Regions from separate parts of the Mus musculus genome. Here all the other regions are linked to region 3. The links are chromatin contacts, called in public Hi-C and promoter capture Hi-C maps. All regions are on one chromosome and are shown on one strand. Each heading gives the region's core, a stretch centred on a gene start, on an enhancer-like site or on the middle of the called end of the contact. The rest is flanking DNA. Distances are from core to core; before and after follow the strand shown.

What was found. Promoter capture Hi-C pulls out the DNA fragments that hold promoters and counts their contacts. A called contact is a pair of places that touch in the nucleus more often than the background predicts.
Region 1: a contact with region 3 is called in a promoter capture Hi-C map of second pharyngeal arch cranial neural crest, with 10 times the contacts expected there. The contact joins the enhancer-like site here to the promoter of Twist1 in region 3. A contact is called at or near these places in 7 of 39 promoter capture datasets (the 3T3-L1 cell line, 3T3-L1-derived adipocytes, cranial neural crest and 3 more), 5 of 484 Hi-C or Micro-C datasets (the 3T3-L1 cell line, cranial neural crest and embryonic fibroblasts), 5 of 115 datasets of contacts at active chromatin or transcription factors (the NIH/3T3 cell line, craniofacial prominence, embryonic fibroblasts and 2 more) and 4 of 9 other capture datasets (adipose tissue, embryonic stem cells, embryonic tail and 1 more).
Region 2: a contact with region 3 is called in a promoter capture Hi-C map of cranial neural crest. The contact joins the enhancer-like site here to the promoter of Twist1 in region 3. A contact is called at or near these places in 4 of 39 promoter capture datasets (the 3T3-L1 cell line, 3T3-L1-derived adipocytes and cranial neural crest), 1 of 484 Hi-C or Micro-C datasets (adipose-derived mesenchymal stem cells), 1 of 115 datasets of contacts at active chromatin or transcription factors (craniofacial prominence) and 1 of 9 other capture datasets (pancreatic islet).
Region 4: a contact with region 3 is called in a Hi-C map of uterus, with 3 times the contacts expected there. The contact joins the enhancer-like site here to the promoter of Twist1 in region 3. A contact is called at or near these places in 1 of 39 promoter capture datasets (hippocampal neurons), 7 of 484 Hi-C or Micro-C datasets (nephron progenitors, palatal mesenchyme and uterus) and 3 of 115 datasets of contacts at active chromatin or transcription factors (embryonic forebrain, embryonic limb bud and neural progenitor cells).

The regions. Positions count from the first base shown.
Region 1 is chr12:34,198,816-34,202,106 of GRCm38.p6, reverse strand. All of the region lies in intron 23 of Hdac9 (histone deacetylase 9), which reads left to right. Among named protein-coding and RNA genes, the nearest start is that of Gm51984, 15 kb to the left of the region's middle. Within about 2 kb of position 1,871, at least 27 of the 459 cell types and tissues checked have an H3K27ac peak or open chromatin away from gene starts, as enhancers often do. A contact at or near this core is called in craniofacial prominence, embryonic limb bud, embryonic tail and 1 more, where this site is marked.
Region 2 is chr12:34,130,685-34,133,971 of GRCm38.p6, reverse strand. The region is part of intron 24 of Hdac9 (histone deacetylase 9); the gene reads left to right. Among named protein-coding and RNA genes, the nearest start is that of Gm40384, 46 kb to the right of the region's middle. Within about 2 kb of position 1,276, at least 13 of the 459 cell types and tissues checked have an H3K27ac peak or open chromatin away from gene starts, as enhancers often do.
Region 3 is chr12:33,956,241-33,959,399 of GRCm38.p6, reverse strand. It overlaps Twist1 (twist basic helix-loop-helix transcription factor 1), which reads right to left and starts at 1,729. Exons shown (of 2, transcript NM_011658.2): 1 at 762-1,729; 2 at 1-230. The coding sequence starts at 1,422. The coding sequence ends at 802.
Region 4 is chr12:33,715,758-33,719,050 of GRCm38.p6, reverse strand. No RefSeq gene overlaps it. Among named protein-coding and RNA genes, the nearest start is that of Ferd3l, 210 kb to the left of the region's middle. Within about 2 kb of position 1,295, at least 36 of the 459 cell types and tissues checked have an H3K27ac peak or open chromatin away from gene starts, as enhancers often do. A contact at or near this core is called in uterus, where this site is marked.

The DNA of each region.
Region 1 (3,291 bases), core at 622-3,121, 240 kb before region 3:
AAGATGAGGGTGAGTCGTATCAACCTCTTTATGCAGCACATTAATTTCTACAGAGAACTAAACTCTGCCCAAGGTATGCGAATATATTCCATTCTGTTGAGGGTTTTTTTTTGTTTTTTTGAAAATGTAAAATTAAACAATTATATGATAAGCCATTGCTCCTTAATTTGCAGTACCGCTTTCAATATCTTGTCTTTGTTGTAGAAGAGCATGTAAGACCCAATAGGGTCAATAGGCTTGGGAAGCTACAAGGTAGGAAAGGCTTCATGCTATGGTCAAGGGCAAACACAAAATCCTGGATCAAGAAGGGCTCACGAGATGCAACCTGAAATTTTCTTCTCTCGTAATCTTTGGTGAAGTGTATTGTCTTATAAAATGTCTGCATGCTCTCCTTGGGAAGGACTTCTAACTGTAACTGAACCACAAGGCTGCCCCCTGGTGCTTTATGTATTGTTTAATTGTTTGCCTTTGGTGAATGTTTTTATTAAAAGCCCATTATTTAGAGTAGGACCAAAGTGTCACTTTAAGAACAACAGAGGCAGAGCTGTTCAGCGGAATAGTTCCTTTTCATGGGTGTGTTTAATGCACACTGGATGCAGCTAATGAGCTGAAATTTCTTCTTGTAATACTTCAAAAAGAGCAACAACAACAACAAACAAAATTCTCCTTTTTTTATTTTCCTCTAATAAAAGGTGACTGGATTGGCTGTAAGAGCCATACTTGAGGATGGCTGTGCCCCAGCCAGGAGACGAGAACGGTGTCTGTCTGTGGTCATCTGCTCTGTCTGCCTCTGTTGTAGGGGATTTTGTTTCCAGTCACATACACTTCTCTGCACGTGGCCCTGGGATCATGGGAGGCAATGAAGTATGTGAGTTTCTCGGAGTGTTTACCAGGCCCTTTTGTGTTTCAGTGTATATCTGAGTGGGAGAGATAGGCCTTATTGTCTTCGGATTCTTCATAGTCTGTTTGCCAGGAAACTTCATCTCAGATTTTTTTTCCCAGCACACATTAGGCCCAGGAGTATTTTGAATTCAGTGATTCTAATGCTTGAGGTTCTTCTCTCTGAATAGCCCTTCTCTTATAGCTTCACCGGCACATTGGTCGCTTGCGAATTTGTTAGGATTTGACTCTGGAGAAAGTTCAGTGTTTGCCACCAGGTCCTCACAGACAGCAAGTAAGAGGCCTTTTCATTGTTTAGCTGTCTTCTTCCAGAGCTAATCTAGGGCTGTGACCCAGCCTCCAGCAAAAAATGAAAAGCCGAAGTACCTTGATACAATTTCTAGGCCCTAAATGATCTCATTAAATTCTGACTCTAGATATCAAGTAGACATTTGAGGAAATATGATTATTGACAAAATGTAAGCCTGTTATACACTATATTACTTCAAAAGGAGAAAGGCCATTAGGACATAATTACATCAGAAACAGTATACACATTGGGCTGGTTTATAAACTGTCACTTTCAGAAGTATGAAGACGTATAAAAGTTTCCAAAGGTCCCATTATGACCCTATTTCCAACAGTATTCTCTGACAAACTAAATAAATTACTGCATGTATTGGACCTTTGAGGCTTGGGGCAAAGAATGGAAAAATTATTTACAAAAGCTTGAAAATATTTAATCACTAGAGGCAGGGGGGCAACGGTGTTTTAATTAGCAGGTCCTCGGGCCATTGGCTGACTGGAGGCTTTCTCAAACAACCACACAAATGCACTGAATAGCTGTTTGCCAGCCTTAGGGTCAGGCCTGAGATGAAACAGATAAGATAATTGGCTCTAATGAAATCCAGAAGGCCTTGGCTTTCTTGTTTGAGCTTGGATTTGAAAAGTGCGTGTGGAAGTGAGGCTTAATTCAAACCAGAACTGAGCTAGGCCCATTTCTCAGTGACTTTGATATTGTTTGAAGTTCTGAAAGTGTTCGCCACACCGCTAGCCTGCTGGGCTGGGCCTCCCTGGTACCCTTAATTACTAAGCTTTATTGCTGACTTTACTACACAGGAAAGGGGCCATTATATGTTCCATCAACATCAGCTCTTCTCAGATTGGAGGAAAGGGCAGGGTTAAAGGCCACTGTAGGAAGGCAGCAGCTTCACTTTGAGGTAGGCAGATCATTTACCAGTGTTAAGTTTCAGTGTTATGTACATACATTCCTCACAACACAGAAGCCCGATTTCCATTTTTAAAGCAAATGATTACTTCTCTAAATATTTTCACTATGCCTCTTCCCACTCCCCCAGCAGAAGAGAAAAATAATTCCACACCATACAATATAACCGAATAAAAAATAAAATGAAAAACAAAACTTGACAATGCCTCCCAATTAATCATCATAGCAGCAGGCCAGGTCGGAATCTATAATAAGGAGGATTATTATTGATGCACCTTTGAAGTAGAGAAATCAGTGAGGAGCCCTCCTGTGCTGGGAGACACCCCGAGGAATAAAGACCCCTCAGGAGAGCCTACAGAATGAAATCCCCATTTTCAGACTCTTTCACAAAGAGGTTCCACAAAAGAGAATGCCTCCCATTCCATTCGGAAGCCAAATAGAAAAAAAAAAAAAAACAAACAAACAAACATGGAAGCGCCCTTTCCAGGACCCACTGAGTAGTGATGGGGTCACTACTTGCCACCAGTTGGTAAGGACAGAGTATGCATCTGCATGAATAAAGAAGTATCCATTCTTAGCGCTCTCAGAGATTTGCTTGTGCTAGGAAGGCTACAGGACATGCAATCTCCTCAATCATTTCCTGCCCCTTGTATCCTATCTTTGAATAGTCAATCCATGAGTGATACCATCAGACTTAAGTGTATTTTGCATTTTTTAAATAAACATGATAAAAGTGTTCTAATAATATGCATGGTCCTGTGGACAATTAAACTCTTTCTGAGTATTCTGTGTAGAGGGGCTACAGGACAGGAGCTCTCTAAGACCATGGTGTATATAGCTGCCCCTAAGTAAACAATAAGCAGTCAGAGAGAACAGCATTAGGAAGACAGAACTAAGACCTACTCTCTAGCATCTCTCTCTTCTTAGAGAAATGTAAGAGAATCTTCATAGAATTTTTCCAATCATGATCATGAGATCAGCTTGGATCAGAAAACTTAAGAGTCATAGTGTCCTCAGCTCACTTGAAATACTAACTCATTTTCCAGTAAGTACTCTTGTACACTGAGTGTTTGTGTACTCCACCATTCATATGCTCATCCCTAAAACCCAGTATGTGGTACTTGGAGATGGGACCTTTGAGTGGTAAATAAGGACTACGAGTGGTTCTAAGGGCCAGGCCCTAC
Region 2 (3,287 bases), core at 27-2,526, 180 kb before region 3:
GTAGGTGAATATTAACCTTAAGGAGGAAAAAAAAAAGCATGCAAGTCATGGTTCTTAATAGGAATTTGAAAACAAAGGCTGGAAAACCTAGAAAGAAAGAAACTTTGTACATCAGGAGCCCAGAGGTTCTGGTTTATGATTATGCTGCAGTTTAATTTCTTTATATCTTTTTGCCATTGTTATTTTTTTTAAAGCAGCAAGAACTTCAAAGAGGCCCCGCATGTGTTCCGAATCAGGGCCTCAGAGCTGATGTCTGACAGCCCAGAAATTAAAACGAAATAAATGTGCTGTTTAAACACCCATTTTTCCAGTAACAACAACAACAACAACAAACTCACTTTTTCTGCATGTAGGACTCTCCCTCCCCACGAGTTAACTTTCAGTCTCTTTTCCCTTGAATATTTCATAATTTAGCAATTACAGTCCAGACTCTATGGAGTGTAGAATTCCCATGGACTTCAGAAGGAATGTCAGACAGCTACGGAGCATGTCAAAGCTTTAGGATCAGCCTTTGTGACTTTTTCCTGTACATTAAAACAGAACTCCCCTCAAAAGAGAAAAAAGAAAAGGAAAAGAAATGAACCTTAGTTGTTAGGCCACGCCCACACACCTGTGTTTGACTGTTTTTGCATTTTCTTAGGATGATGGAAACAGACATCTCGAAAAGAACAAAGACAGGCTGGGGATGGTTTGTGTTTGAAAGTGCACCAGCGTGAATATGAACCGTCAGTCACGAGCCAGAAATTTGGCAGCCATTTCTTGGAGCATTACAGAGAGTGATCAGAGTTTTTTGACCCAGAGGGCTGGTTTTTGAGTGAAGCAGGCTCATCACTGCAAAAACGGTTTTCTTGTAATCTACAGAGATTACTTAGCCTTCCAAATGACCAAGGGAAGAAGGACACTGAATCTCATAGTGCCAATAAGGTTTTCTGACAACATTACAGTTAGTGAATGTGGCATTGAATTATGGTGACTTGTGGGGTGTGACTGAGAAAGAAGAGACGTTACTGGCTTCAACACATTCATAGATATCTTCCTTGGTTTAGGTACAAGTTGCGATCTGCACATCGCAGCATTAATCTCACGTATGTCCCTGGCTTCCTGTTCTAATCAATATTAGCAGAGTATAGATAAATAGTTAAAAGGGGCTAAAGAACTTCCTGCCACAACTTTGCAAAGAGCAGAAAAAAGCAAGCCGCTCTGGGAATATCCTAAGTTTAACGGGCTTGGGTTTATTCTCTTTTCTTCCACAATGCCATCTAACAGCCCGCACATCTGGCTTGCAGAGCATCCCAGAATGTTTATTTCCGGACTTTAAGATGCTTCCCTGGATATGGGGTAGACTCCATATTGGTTGATGTTAAATTATATTATGAGAGTAGATCATGCCCAAGTGCAGATGATAGATGCACAGTGTTCACCTGCCCTGGTCTGTAAACATGTAAGGCGGAGAGAAAAGAGTTAAAGTTAGCAGAAGTGCCTTTAAAGCATGCTCACATGGAATCTTCCAAAGTTCCTTGGGAAAGAACAAAGAGAATGCAGAGTGATGATCTCCAAGCCCAGCCATCCTCAGGATGCTGTAGTCGGCTAAGAGGAAGATTCCTGCCTGGGCACCATCTGATCCAGATGTCTCTGGATTTCAGTGTGAGGAGGCAAACAGGCATCACAATGCTCACTGAATATGCCTGCGCTGTCTTACTGGCTGGTGTGTGAAGAATGGGAATCCTACAAGCAATTTAAAAACAACAAGTGACTTATATAATAGAAGAGGCAGTGTTTGATTAAGGTAAACTTAACAGCAAAGTGTAGAGTGCTCAGAGAAATTCATCTGAATACAGTGGTGAGGGAGCAACCTAGCAAATCCTTCCCTTCCCTTCCCTTCCCTTCCCTTCCCTTCCCTTCCCTTCCCTTCCCTTCCCTTCCCTTCCCTTCCCTTCCCTTCCCTTCACTTCTGTATTAGTCAGGGTTCTCTAGAGTCACAGAACTTATGGATAGTCTCTAGATAATAAAGGAATTTATTGATGACTTACAGTCGGCAGCTCAATTCCCAACAATTGTTCAGTCGCAGCTGTGAATGGAAGTCCAAGGATCTAGCAGTTATTCAGTCTCACGCAGCAAGCAGGCGAAGGAGCAGGAGCAAGAGCTAGAGCTAGACTCCCTTCTTCCAATGTCCTTATATTGTCTCCAGCAGAAGGTGTAGCCCAGATTAAAGGTGTGTTCCACCACACCTTTAATCCCAGATGAAAGGCGTAGCCCAGATTAAAGGTGTGTTCCTTAAACTCGGAGATTCAATCTTCTGGAATCCATAGCCACTATGGCTCAAGATCTTCAAACCAAGATCCAGATAAGGATCTCCAAGCCTCCAGATAAGAGTCACTGGTGAGCCTTCCAATTCTGGATTGTAGTTCATTCCAAATATAGTCAAGTTGACAACCGGGAATAGCCACTACAATCCACCCCTTGTCAACTTGACACAAATAATATCTCATGTTCACATGAAACAATAACAAGGTTGTGAATACGCCTAACATGATATAACTATCCCTCGTACAATCGCAAACGCATTTGTAAATTTACAATGGGCATTCATATTACTTTATAATCCTCGTTTCTGCAACTGGTTACGTGGCCTTAATTGGTATTTATAACTACCTTCCTCTACTACCCATTCTGTATTTCCTTCCCCTTCAGCCAGCACCTCAGCAGGTCTTGGCTCTTTTCCTGGAGGATTGACCCATACCTTCATTCCTGATGGGTCTTCGTCCTTTGTCATCCTGCTTGGATTAGGCTGTTGTAGTTTCCCATTGACTTTAATCACAGGACATGGTAGTACTAAGAGACGCCCTAAGGGATCTCCTACACTCCAGACATAATCATGCTTACCACCATTGTGAAGAGATAATCCAATTTCCCCATGGTAATCTGGATCTATCACCCCTCCTAACACTGTTATTCCTTTTTTAGCCTGTTGGTTTAAGGGCATTAGAAGCCCAAAATGACCAGGGGGAAGTCTGAGCTTCCAGTTCAATGGAATGTTTGTTGTAGCTCCTGGTAGGAGCACTCCCCTCTCTGGAGCCAAAACTTCTAGGCCAGCAGAACCTAGAGTTATGGGGACAGGAAGCAAAAATTTTCCTAGAGGGTCACTAGGAGTGATAGTAAGTGGAACTATTCCTTTTTCCACCCCTTGATTCCTGGACCCATGAATCCTGGCTATGGGTGAAACTGTACCATATATCGAGCGCTGATTCAAAGCATATACTGCCTTCTGAAGAACTCTACCCCAGCCT
Region 3 (3,159 bases), core at 480-2,979:
TATCAGAATGCAGAGGTGTGGGGGGTCTGCTGCTGCCCCTCTGGGAATCTCTGTCCACGGGCCTGTCTCGCTTTCTCTTTTAAAAGTGTGCCCCACGCCCTGATTCTTGTGAATTTGGTCTCTGCTCTTCTAATTTCCATGAAAATCTTTGTCATATAGATTTATTTTTAGTTATCCAGCTCCAGAGTCTCTAGACTGTCCATTTTCTCCTTCTCTGGAAACAATGACATCTGCAAAAACCCAGAGGGGAAAGTCGGTTATTGAGGATGTCTCTGTGGCTGTTTTCTATGACCGCTAAGCCCTGTTATCACTACCAGCGAGAATTTTCGCTGAACAACCTGGAAGGATTTCAGCCCAAGGGCAAGAGGAAGTGGGTGGGCGGAAAGGAGGGGGTGGAATTTGGAAACAGTTGTTTTAAGAAGGGAATTTTAAAGAAGAAAGAAAGGGGTTTGGGGGATGGCGTTTTGGGCACAAGGCCCCTATGCTTGACTTTCTCAATCTTCTGTCATGCACACCCCCGCACGCGCACACACACATACACCTCTCCTGGGCACACTGGTTCTCCCCGACCCTAGGACCTGTTTCCCCTGTGGGGACTGAACTGCTTGCCAGGGATGCGGGTGGAATGAGGTGGCGGTGCCTGGCTAGGTGGAGGGCAGCGAGGAGAGTGGAGGGGGATGGGGGGGGGATACCCAGCACGGTGGCGAGGTGAACAGGGGACCCGCGGCCTGGCCCGATCGATCCCTGGAGCCGGTCCTTACCTAGGTCTCCGGCCTGCAGAGGGGGTGGGGAGCTCCGCTGCTAGTGGGACGCGGACATGGACCAGGCCCCCTCCATCCTCCAGACGGAGAAGGCGTAGCTGAGCCGCTCGTGGGCCACATAGCTGCAGCTTGCCATCTTGGAGTCCAGCTCGTCGCTCTGCAGGACCTGGTACAGGAAGTCGATGTACCTGGCCGCCAGTTTGAGGGTCTGAATCTTGCTCAGCTTGTCCGAGGGCAGCGTGGGGATGATCTTGCGCAGGGCGGCGAACGCCTCGTTCAGCGACTGCGTGCGCTGGCGCTCCCGCACGTTAGCCATGACCCGCTGGGTCTGCAGCTCCTCGTACGACTGCGGGCTCCCGCCCCCGCTGCTGCTGCCGCCGCCGCCGCCACCACCTCCGCCCGCGCCGCCGCCGCCGCCTCCGCCCGCAGATTTCTTGCCGCGCTTGCCCTGGGCCGGGCTGCCTGGCTCGTCGCCGCCTCCGATGCCCCCGCCCGTGGCCCCGCCGGGCCCCGCGCTGCCGCCCGCGCTGCGCCGACTGCTGCGTCTCTTGCGAGCCCCGCGCTTGCCGCTCGCCGGCTGCTGCCGGTCCGGCTCCTCCTCGCTGTTGCTCAGGCTGTCGTCGGCCGGAGAGACTGGCGAGCTGGACACGTCCTGCATCATCTCGCGGGCGGCGACGTGCGGCCTCGCGGAGCCGGGACGGGGGAGGGTAGAGCAGAGGAGCGGGGCGCCCTAGCCCGCCAGCTTCCCCGCGCTCGGCGCCGGCCCGGGCGGTGCGGCCCGGAGGACGCAGGGAGGCGGGATGGGGGTGGGGGGACCTCCGCGGGGAGGGCGCTGGAGGCGGGGAGGGAGGCGGGCGGGGGAGGGGACGGTGTGGAGGGCCCCGAGGTCCAAAAAGAAGGCGCCCGACGGCCGCAAGCGCGCCCCGTTCCGGCCTGGCGCAGCCGGTGCCGGTGCTGGCGAGCCCGCGAGGTGTCTGAGAGTTGGGCGCGGGCTGTGGACTTGGCGGCTCTTATACCTCCGTGCGGGCGGAAAGTTTGGGGGCAGCGGTGTCATTGGCCTGACGTGGGGAGGAGGGACTTTTCGAAGTTTTATAGGAAAGTTTCCTCTTTCCAGCCCCCCTCCCTCGCCCCCTCCCCCCTTGCTCGGGGTCTAACAATTCGTCCTGCGAACCATTCAAAACCGACCTGGCCCGAGCGGCCAGCCCCTGCGCCCGCCTCTCCCCTCCCTCTCCCCCCCCCAGCTCTCCCCCTCCGCTTCGGGGAGGACGCGGGGCGATTTCCTTCCGCGCCAGAGCGCGCCCAGCGCCCCCGCACCCGAGCACAGCACCGCAAACAGGGGACTGTCTGGGTCGCTGTTGCAGTCTCCCCCTCCCCAAGTGGCTGTGACAGCAGTAGTGGCAAGCGGCTTCGACGCTCTGGGTGATGTCCCATCCCGCCTGGGATCCCTCGGAGTTCTCCGGGCCCTTTGGGGGTGGCTCGGGCCCGGGCTGCGAGGCAAGAAAAGTTTCAACAACCGAGTCCATCTAACGGTCAGGTAGAGGAAACCTCTAGTCGGAAACCTCTAGTCCCAAGGGATTCCCCGCGGCTGCCTGGCCCTGTGGTCGAGGGCGGTTCTCAAGACGTGGCCACATCGTGGGCGCTATGGATCTGCGCCCTGGCCTGCCGTGTCACCCCTCCCGGAGAAACGTCTGGGCTCTCCTTTCCTGCTACGGTGACCCAATCTAAAGTTTCCCTGCTCTCAGAGGACTGTGCTTCCAAAGGTGCTGGACCTAGGCTGGAGTTCATTCTTTTACAGAGAAAAGCCTTGTTCTTTTGAAGGGAGCAAAGCTAGGGAAAGATAGAGCAGCCTTGGTGCTCCACGCTGCCAGCCCTAGGTGGAGGAGAACCTTGAGAACATTTCATGTCCGCTAACTCCAAATTAAGCCCTGCATGCTAACCTTGGGTAGTCCATACATTTAAGGTGGGGGATCAATATTCTCGTCTTCCTAGGAGATCTTGTGAGTAGTTATGCTCCCGGTGCCTCAAATGCACTCAGCCATGTTGGTTGATTGCAAGCGGTTTTTTTTGTTTTTTTTTTTTTGTTTTGTTTTTTTTTTTTTTTTTTTTTTTACCAAATACCTTGAAACCCCAAAAAGGATTCTGGAAAAGTGGAAGCAGAGAGGTTAATGAGCAAGAAGGAGAGTGGCTATGGAAGCCAGTGATTGCAGGGCTCTTTACATTTTTTAAATATGTTTTATTTATTTATTTCTGTTTTTTAAGTAGGATGGGGATTTAGGGAGCCGGTACAAGGTGATCTCTTACTCAGAAAGGCAATTCTGGGTCCGGAGGAAGTAGCCAGAGTTTCAGGGGCAGAGTTTGCGGGCGTGGAGGTGAGCGTCTCGAACTCCTGCCCTGTTCC
Region 4 (3,293 bases), core at 46-2,545, 240 kb after region 3:
CACTCTTACAAGGGCTGGGCTTTCTGTGCTGTGGTTTTGTTATGCCCCTTCTTGAGCACAGGTTCTGGTAAGATGGCAAGGTCAATAATTTTCCTCTTTCCAGTCCAGGGCATAGCCTAGTGATGAGCAGGCTGGAAAGGCTCAGTAAACCTTCCGATTATTCCAGAATGTTATCTCCGGGGGGGGGGGGGATGTAACTTTTGATTAATATCGATATGTATCTAATAGGTTTGAATGCTACCAAAAGTATATACCTCTAAATTCTCAGAGCAAGCCACACATAGGTGAGCAGCTAGCTCTCTGGGTGCGCGCCTTCTGTTTGCAGTGCGGATTGTCCTTTTGCTTTCCCTCCGGGTTTTTTGTTTTTTTTTTTTTTTTTTTTTTTAACTCTAAAGTCGTTTCTAAGTATTTTAAACATTGAGTCACTGCTGGCTTTCTCAGTGTTTACAAAAGCTATTTTCTACTTAAATTTAATCTGTTTCACTTGTCTTTTTTTTTTTTTTAACATAGCTTTCTCCTAGTTTTTAATGGTCTATATATGGCTTAGTGATTGCATGATGTTTAAGGTGTTTGGATGCCAATTGGAGACTTCATAAAAGGAGGTCACATGAAGTTCAGAAATGTTTAGAAAAGAGAACGAAACCTTGCAAGTTTCTCCTTGGGGTTAGCAATTTAGGTCCGTGGGCTGATTGCAGTCAAGATGCTCCGACTGCGATGAGATTGAGATTGTGAGTCACAAAAGACAGAGCGAAAAAAAGGGACAAAGGAAGCAATGTTGCTTGGGGCACAGGGTTCAGATCCACGGGGTCCACGATGTTTACAGAAGCGTATATTTAAGGATGTCAAGGCATTAAGCTCATTCACTTACTGCATTTGAAATGGAATATTTTAAAGCTCTGCAGCTTCGCCTAAAGAGATTGTTCCTAATTGTGGACAATTTGCTACAAAATACAAGTCAGGGAGGTGGAGTTTTTGAGTCTTTATTTCCTTTTTGTTTGGTCTAGAGGGGAAGCAGAATTTAAGATTGTCATTTACACGTGTAGCTAGCTGTGCTACTTCAAATATAGCCGGCTAGAGTAGCCACTGAGAGACAGACAGAGACCTGGCAGAGGTGACCGACAACCAGCTTCTGGCTGGAGGAAACATTTACACAGGACTCCTGGCTTCCCTTCAAGTACAGCTTTTGGGAGGGATTTATAGGTCAGATAGCGCGGCAGCTTCAGCCTGTTCCTCACCGTACCTCAACAAAGCTTGTGCGTGTTTGTACAGCTGGCCTGGTAGCTGTGGGAGTCCCGAGAATCCCATAAGCCCCCATCCCTTTGCCTCCCCTTCGCCATTTACCAGCACACAAATACACAGAGCGAAACTGTCTGACTAGAGCTTAAAGGCACTCAATTCCAGGCCTGTTTATTTTCTTTCCTTGATTTCCTGCTGCTACAGTGAGTGAATGATATTTTCCCGTTCTTTCTTTCATTCTTTCTTTTTCTTTCCTTTTTTTTTTTTTTTTAGACCTATTTGTCTATCAGTGGTAGAGAATTTGACCATAATTTATGGAACATTGGTGATATTATTTTGTGTGCCTCTCCTCTTACCTAACCCCTCTTTAACTCCAACTTCTTTCTTTTAAACACCATTTCAATTTTTTTTCATATTTGGACTTGAGGGGGGATTTACCCAAAGGAAGGAAAGAAAAACATCCCAGGGCTCCCCAGTGTAACTTCACCCGGAGGAAGGGTGTTATTTTAATTACTACTGAACCCATTCTGTGGGGAGGCCTGTAAATGCTCGATGCAGCTTGGAGAATAGCAGTTAATATGCCTTTTGAATCAGGGCCACAAACTACAAAGACTGCCATCTGGGGACGCATTACATTCGTAAGGAAAAAACAGTGGAGACTTCTTCAAATGAGCTTGTAAATTCCATTCAATCTTAGATTCCTTTCTCTTTCTTTTTCTTTCTTTCTTTTCTCAAAGAAGTTCTTCCAGGTTTATTTAAAACAATATTAATTAACCAGAAGAAACACAGAGATTTTGAATTTCAGTGACAACTGAGACACTCAAAGACTTTATTGACGGGTTTGAATGTTGACGTCCGCCATCATTCCTGAAGCCACGTCCCTAAATCTCTTCGATTGGAAAAAGCATCAAACTGAGGAAGAAAATTTTTTTTCTGCATGTAAATAATCCAGAACTTTTGTTTCTTCATTTAAAGCAGAATAAAATGCATTGAAATAGTGTATCATTTCACTTCTAATTTTGGAAAGAACTAGTCACCTTTCATCTTTTGAGCTTAGCTACTTTGGCAAATGATGTAGGAAAGAGAGACCATTGGAATCAGACAAAACTGAGTTCAAGTCTCACCGGTTAAGTAGAACATTGTTCAAAGGCAAGGCATGCAAACATTTGGAGCCTTGGACTCTTACATCTGGGAAATGGGAAAAAATAGCACTTCTTTGCCAGCCAGGGCTGTTGAGAGAAGCAAATGATATAATAGCTGTCAAAGCCCTTTATACATAGAGAAATTTTATATTGACATAAATCTTCAGTCATTTTACATTGCCAAAATTTTAAATTGTTTTTCATATTTGAACTCATTCTTTCTTAAGGGCATATACTCATGGAAACTCCTTAATTGCTAAATACTACAATCCTAAAGTTGGAGGAAAATACAAATTACTAGTGAGAAATTCCTTTGTGTGAAAGTTCTATTTACACTGCATCTTTAACCAAATATACAAATACTATTTTCGTCAGCTCACTCTAATGATATTAAGAAAGAGCGCTCAAGATCTTATTTCAAAACACACCAGGATGCTTACACATCACACACATCTGTAGAAACTTTATTCAGACTTTGCCAGAAAATCTTCTAATGTTTATGCTTCTCTTTGTTGAAGCTCCCAGCTCAGAGATCCCAGGGAACTGCACATTTCCAGGCATTGGGTTAGTATAGAAAACACAGAGTGGATTTTGAGTTACATTGGACTTCATACAACCCCCTTACCATGAAACACAGCTTTTAAATGTCATTATGCACTGCATTGAAAAGCAATTAAGAACAGCCTGAGAGAACAAGGGCTAAGCGAGTATTTACCCAGGAACTTATCAGTAAACGATTGGGTTTCCGTGGGGGGCATTTTTCAGTTGCTTGTTTCAGCTTCTCATACCGTCAATCCCAAAATAACCCCACTACATAGGGTCGCTCTCTCAATCTCTCTCTCTCTCTCTCTCTCTCTCTCTCTCTCTCTCTCTCCTTTTAATTGGATATTTTCTTTATTTACATTTCAAATGTTT